Regions from separate parts of the Sus scrofa genome. Here region 2 is linked to region 1. The links are chromatin contacts, called in public Hi-C maps. All regions are on one chromosome and are shown on one strand. The core of a region is the stretch at or near the end of the contact, and the rest is flanking DNA. Distances in the headings are between cores, read along the strand shown. Region 1 overlaps KIF13A (kinesin-like protein KIF13A). Region 2 holds the start of NHLRC1 (NHL repeat containing E3 ubiquitin protein ligase 1).

Region 1 (3,308 bases), core at 760-3,259:
AAGTCATAAGCATATGTTTCAAGGTTGCTGTGATAGAGTGGGTCCTATTCTTCACCAGGCGAAAGGGTGGACAGGGCCCGGGTGCTTGTTCCATCTTCACGAAGACCCTCACCATCTCTTCTGCTGGGAGCAGGGTCTCCACCCTCCAAACTTTCAGAGCACTTCATGCCTTTCTTGCATTGGTCACATTTTATGTTATTTTACCCTTTTTGGTATGCTTGTTTTATTACTTTTCCTTCCTTCAGCAGTCTTTGTTGAGCACCTACTGTGTGTCAGGCACCCTACTTCCTAACTGGATTGCCATTTGTTTAAAAGCAGGACAGCTTCTTGTGCATTCTTACTTGTACAACTAATAGTCAAATGAGGAGTTCCCTCCTAGAACCTGACTAGTATCCATGAGCATGTGGGTTCAATCCCTGGCCTTGCTCAGGGACGTTGTCACAGATGTGGCTTGGATCCCGCATTGCTATGGCTCTGGTGTAGGCTGGCAGCTACAGCTAGGATTTGACCCTAGCATGGGAACTTCCATATGCTGCGGGTGTGGCCCTAAAAAGAAAAAAAAAGTAGTCAAATGAACATTGATGCTTGAGGTGCTGAATCCTTTTCTAGAATTCTCTCACTTCACTTATCAAAAGGCTAAATAGATGGCCCCAGTTCTCCACTTAAAAGCCACCTTTGTGTCCCATAACTGTATCAAGAGACCTTTGGACACGTATCCCAAACAACCCAAATAGACGTGCTCTGTCTTCAGAGCTATGGAATCAGCTCTTGCAAACTACACTCAGCAGATACAGGAAGAAACATCTACAAGGATGAAGGAGTAAAGTGGTTAGAAATCACTGCTACCTTGGGAATGATCCAGGCTGAGAGTGTGCTTTCACCAGGATTTAGGACCAGCTGGCAATAGCAACTCTTGGGACTACTAGAGACTTCTTTCTAATGGCTGGTCTTGACTTTAGATTGTTGGTGACCAATGTGGAATCTGGCTCCCTTTATTTTTCCCCTAACAAACTTGCAGGTTGTCACTGTCCGTTTTTCCCCTCCTGAGGGATTGAAAACACATTTAAATGTAGCACACGTAAATCTGCTCCCTAGAAATCCTACCACGTATGTCAAAATGAATGATGTTTTTAAAAACACGAGTTCCTGCCGTGGTGCAGCAGGATTGGCGGCATCTCTGCAGCACTGGGACACATGTTTGACCTCCACTGGCTGCAGTGGGTTATAGGATCTGGTGTTGCCGCAATTGCGGTGTAGTAGATCGCAGTTGTAGCTCAGATCTGATCCCTGACCTGGGAACTCTATGGGGCGGCCAAAAAAGAAAACAACAACAACAAAATATGTTAGTATTGCTCATTAATTTCACCCGTGAATACAGTTGAGCTTGTTGCCTTGCTGACTTTCAGGATGTTAACTTTCATGAGCCTCATCTAAGAACTAGGATAATAGCAGTGACATTATGGGATTACTGGGCTCAAATGAAACAATATACGTAGAATACGAGGTCTGGCACTTAGTACCTTCAACTTTTTTTTTAATCTCCTCTTTCTTCCTACAACATTGCTTGGGACTGTGACGCATAGAACAGTGCATTCGTTTAAGCCTCTCAAGTAGGCTCATGTTGTTGGGGGGGGGTGAGTGGGGTGTGGGGAGGTACCTCATCACCTTACTGAAAGTTTAGGGCAATGTAAAATAAGAAGAGAGATGTATGTATATTGGCCTTTGCCCAGGTTCCTGAGGCAGAGCTCCTAAATCCCTTGAAACTTTCTGGGAGATGGGAACATCTCTTGTTCTAATGCGAGGACTCATTCTGGGCTCCTGGCTGGAGACTGGTCACCAGAAAGACTAAACCATGATTAGAAACCCGGAATCTTCAGCTCCTTCCCCGCTTCTTCTGAAAGGTGATTGGAAATGAAGTTAATAATTGATCATGCCTCCATACAAAAACAAAAGCCCCGGGTTCAGAGGGCTTCCAGGTTGGTGAACAAAGGTCTGTGTGCCGGGAGGGTGGTGCAACCAAACTCCACGGGGACAGAAGCTGCCACGCTCAAGACCTTTGTGGACTTGCCCCTGTGTACCTCTCCATCTGGCACCTGTTCATCTATATGGCTTATCATACCCTTTATTACATTTAAAAAAAAAAAAAGCAGTTCACATGATTAAGTGTTTCCCTGAGTTCTGTAAGCTATTCTAGTAAATGACTGAACTCCTGGAAGAGGGTGGGAACCTCTGGTTTAGAGTTGGTTGTTCAGAAGCACAGGTGATAACTTGGACTTGTAGCTGGTATCTGAGGTGGGGCAGGGCAGTCTTGGGGACTGAGCCCTTAACTGCAGGGTCTGATGCTCAGTCCAGGCAAACGGTGTCAGAACTGCATGGTGAGGAGGAGTTCCCTTTGTAGCTCAGCAGATTAAGGACTCGACATTGTCTCTGTGAGGATGCGGGTTCCATCCCTGGCCTCGCTCTGTGGGTTAAGGATCTGGCGTTGCTGCAAGCTTCAGCATAGGTTGAAGATGAGGCTCAGATCTGGCGTTGCTGTGGCTGTGGTGTATGCTGGCAGCTGCAGCTCCAATTCATCCCCTAGCCTGGGAACTTCCACATGCTGTGGGTGTGGCTGAAAAAAAGAAAAAAAAATGTTTGGTGGGGAAACCTACATATTAGGTGTCAGAAGTGCTGTGACTGCAAGAGTAAAGGGGAAACTGAGTTTTTTCCCTAACCCTCTCGCCTCTAATGGCTGATGAACTGGTAGTGTCAGTTCAACACTTACTTTTATGTAAGTGATAAGAAGTCACTATTAGTTATTTGTGTTCACTTGAATGGTTCGTGTAGGGTCTTCTGTGTTATTCTCATTGGATGGAGGAAATTTATGTTTTCATTTAAAAACAACCTCTGTGCTTCAGTGCACTAAGATGAAAGGAGATGAGATTTAAGGAGTAGGAATTATTGTGGTTTTCAGATCTCTTTAAAGCCAAGTAAACCATCAGATTTTATCCTTATTCAAGAATCGTTTTGGAAACAAGTAATTTATCTTTTTAAAAGCCTCATCTGTACTAATCAGTATGGTGTAAGTCACCTTTTCTTTTCTTTTCTTTTTTTGTCTTTTGTCTTTTTAGGGCCACACCTGCGGCATATGGAGGTTCCCAAGCTAGGGGTTGAATTGGAGCTGTAGCTGCCAGCCTACACCACAGCCACAGCAACTTGGGGTCTGAGCAGTATCTGCAACCTATACCACAGCTCACAGCAATGCCGAATCCTTAACCCACTGAGCGAGGCCAGGGATTGAACCCTTGTGGATACCAGTCGGATTTGTT
Region 2 (3,479 bases), core at 763-3,262, 150 kb before region 1:
CATCCTTGAATCCTGTAACACTGGATAAGAAAATGTTCTTTCTTGTCTTACACTAAACTTCCTCTAAGGAATTTAATGGGATAAAAATCCCCTGTTGTCTCAGAAGTCTAGCAACCAAAGGTTAGTAAATACAGTAATTATCTTTAAATGAGGAGGAATGATCCAGTGTGTGGTTTTGCCAGAAATAATGTTCATGTGAGACATTGAGAAGAAGACTCCTGAAAGTGAGAGCTTGTACCGCCTTGATTCCTGAGAGGGGTCATCCTAACTCTTTTCTGAATATTCTGGTACCTGTGGTAGGTACTCTGTGCTTTCCATGTTGACTGAGGTTGATAGAATGGAATCTGATGTCATTTGAGGGGCTGCGATATCACAGGGGTTTTCAAACCTGGCTACACATGGTACCGCCCTAGGGAGCTTTTGAAAACCCCAGCTACCCATACCATGCCCTGGACAAATTAGTTTGAGGGGAATGAGATCTAGGTGTTTACCATGTGCAACCAAGTTTGAAAATGACTGGAATAGTTAAGAGTGTGGACTCTGCAGTTAAATGGTCTGGCTTCAATCCATTTTGAGCTTATTTTTTGTGTATGTGGTGTTAGAAAGTGTTCTAGGAGTTCCTGTCGTGGCACAGTGGTTAACGAATCCGACTAGGAACCATGAGGTTGCGGGTTCGGTCCCTGCCCTTGCTCAGTGGGTTAACGATCCGGCGTTGCCATGAGCTATGGTGTAGGTCGCAGACGCGGCTCGGATCCCGAGTTGCTGTGGCTCTGGCGTAGGCCGGTGGCTACAGCTCCAATTTGACCCCTAGCCTCCATATGCCGTGGGAGCGGCCCAAGAAATAGCTAAAAAAAAACAAGACAAAAAAAAAAAGAAAAGAAAGTGTTCTAATTTCATTCTCTTACATGTGGTTGTCCAGTTTTCCCAGCGTGGTTTATTGAAGAGACTATCTTTCCTCCAGTGTATGTTCTTGCCTCCTTTGTCATAGATTAGTTGACCAGAGCTTCTTGGGTTTATTTCTGGGCCTTCTGCCGTGTTCCTTTGATCTATATTTCTGGTTTTGTGTCAGTACCATACTGTTTTGAGGACTGTAGCTTTGTAGTAGAGTCTGAGGTCAGCGAGCCTGATTCCCCCAGTTCCTTTTTCTTTCTTTTCAATAGTGCTTGGGCTATTCGAGGTAAACTGTCTGGCTTCAAATCCTAGCCTGGCCACTTTCTAGCCATGTGACCCTGGGCAAGAAACTCAACCTCTACAAACTACGGTAGAAAAGGGGTGATGAAAATACCTTGTAGGATTGTCATAACCTGTGGAAACCACTTAAAAGAGGGCAAGGCATGGAATAAATTTGATAGTAATTATGATTAACAGCTTTCTTATTTTATATCAATTTTTCTAGAGGATATGCCCAACCTGGTTCCAGCCTCAGACACAAATTCACCTAGTAGATTTCAGGTATTGTCTTATAATATTCCTTCCTTAGTACATAAATTCATTTTACAAGTGTGCGTTAAGCATCTACTTTACTAGAAGAGTAATAGAAGACCTCAAAGAAGTATGTGTCCCTGCCTCATCCCCTTGAGTTTTAAGTTCCCTTGTGCGTCTGTGTATTCCCAGTCGGATAAGCATCGTGAACCCTGAGACCAGGTTTCTTGCCTGGGCAGCCCCAGCACACAGCATCGCCAATGGGAAACTGCAGGGGGGAAACTAGGGTAAAATCTAGTTTTTACTAGAAAAATCTGGATGATAAAGAGCAACCCGCTTGTCCTCAATAGGTGTGTTCCCTCAAGTGTAAAGTGAAGAGAATCCGTCCATGGCTGTTGAAAATTACAGGTTTGACTACACGCTGTGGATGCAGGCTATAAGTACCCACCGTCAGGCCTTCAGGATACAGTTCGGCGCGCGCCCACCAGGGGGCAGCAGGTCTCGGCCGAGCTGCCTGCCGCCGCGGACGTCAGGTCCAGCGCTCCGCCCCGTGACCCGTGACCGTGACCCAGGGCGGCGCGGGGGCAGCGTGCGGCTCCGTCTGCTGGCCGGCTGGGCGGCGCGGCGCCCGGGGCACGGCAAATGGGTGCCGAGGCCTCCGGGAGCGGGTTGGCTCTGCGGGAGCTGATGCGCGAGGCAGAGATCAGCCTGCTCGAGTGCAAAGTGTGCTTTGAGCGGTTTGGCCACCGCCAGCAGCGGCGCCCGCGCAACCTGCCCTGCGGCCACGTGGTCTGCCTGGCCTGCGTGGCTGCTCTGGCGCATCCGCGGACGCTGGCCCTCGAGTGCCCCTTCTGCCGGCGAGCCTGCCGGGGCTGCGACACCAGCGACTGCCTGCCCGTGCTGCACCTCCTGGAGCTCCTGGGCTCCGCGCTTCGCCGGCGCCCGCGGCCTCCCGCGGCGCCCCCTCCTCCCCAGGGACCCTCACCTGCCACTACGCCTTCGGCGGCTGGGGGACCTTGGTCAACCCCACAGGACTGGCGCTGTGTCCCAAGACAGGACGGGTCGTGGTGGTGCACGACGGCAAGAGGCGGGTCAAGATCTTTGACTCCGCGGGAGGATGTGTCCATCAATTTGGAGAGAAGGGGGACGCTGCTCAGGACATTAGGTACCCACTTGACGTCACTGTCACCAACGACTGCCATGTGGTTATCACCGACGCCGGCGACCGCTCCATCAAAGTGTTTGACTTTTTTGGCCAGATCAAGCTTGTTATTGGAGGCCAGTTCTCCTTGCCTTGGGGTGTGGAGACCACCCCTCAGAATGGGGTCTTGGTAACTGACGCAGAGGCAGGGGCCCTGCACCTCCTGGAAATCGACTTTCCGGAAGGAGTCCTTCGGAAAACTGAACGGTTGCAAGCTCACCTGCACCAACCCAGGGGGGTGGCCGTGTCCTGGCTCACGGGGGCCATCGCGGTCCTAGAGCACCCCCGGGCTCGGGGAACCGGAACCTGCAGCACCACGGTGAAGGTGTTCAGTGCAAGTATGCAGCTCATCGGCCAAGTGGATGCCTTTGGGCTGAGCCTCTTTTTCTCCTCCGAAATAACTGCCTCGGCTGTGACCTTTGATCACCAGGGAAATGTGATTGTTGCTGATACTTCTAGTCAGGCTGTCCTATGCTTAGGAAAACCCGAGGAGTTTCCAGTCCTGAAGCCCATCATCACCCAGGGCCTTTCCCATCCTGTGGCACTGACCTTCACCAAGGAAAATTCTCTTCTTGTGCTGGACAGTGCAGCGCATTCTATAAAAATCTATAAGGTTGACTGGGGGTGATGGGGAGTGGTGGGGGCCCCAGGGCCTGGCATCAGAAGCCCTAGAGCTACAACTTTTGGTTGCTTAACCCTGGATAAGTTACTTAATCTGTCCAACAGAGATAATTACAATTTCTGGTAGCCTTACAGAGGTTAAGGCAATTATTAAAGAATGTTAATTAAATCTACCATTTATTGATTATGTACTTCATGTGCTAAGAAATTTGCAAATATTAGCTCATTTAAGTTT

The links. A called contact is a pair of places that touch in the nucleus more often than the background predicts.
Region 2: a Hi-C map of liver shows a contact between it and region 1, with 2.5 times the contacts expected there. The contact joins the promoter of NHLRC1 here to the enhancer-like site in region 1. A contact is called at or near these places in 7 of 47 Hi-C or Micro-C datasets (embryonic fibroblasts, heart right ventricle, liver and 2 more) and 1 of 2 datasets of contacts at active chromatin or transcription factors (skeletal muscle).

The regions. Positions count from the first base shown.
Region 1 is chr7:13,670,217-13,673,524 of Sscrofa11.1, reverse strand. The region is part of intron 2 of KIF13A (kinesin-like protein KIF13A); the gene reads left to right. Among named protein-coding and RNA genes, the nearest start is that of KIF13A, 45 kb to the left of the region's middle. Within about 2 kb of position 2,009, at least 5 of the 83 cell types and tissues checked have an H3K27ac peak or open chromatin away from gene starts, as enhancers often do. A contact at or near this core is called in liver, where this site is marked.
Region 2 is chr7:13,816,177-13,819,655 of Sscrofa11.1, reverse strand. It overlaps NHLRC1 (NHL repeat containing E3 ubiquitin protein ligase 1), which reads left to right and starts at 2,012. Exons shown (of 2, transcript NM_001258302.1): 1 at 2,012-2,357; 2 at 2,360-3,413. The coding sequence starts at 2,065. The coding sequence ends at 3,251.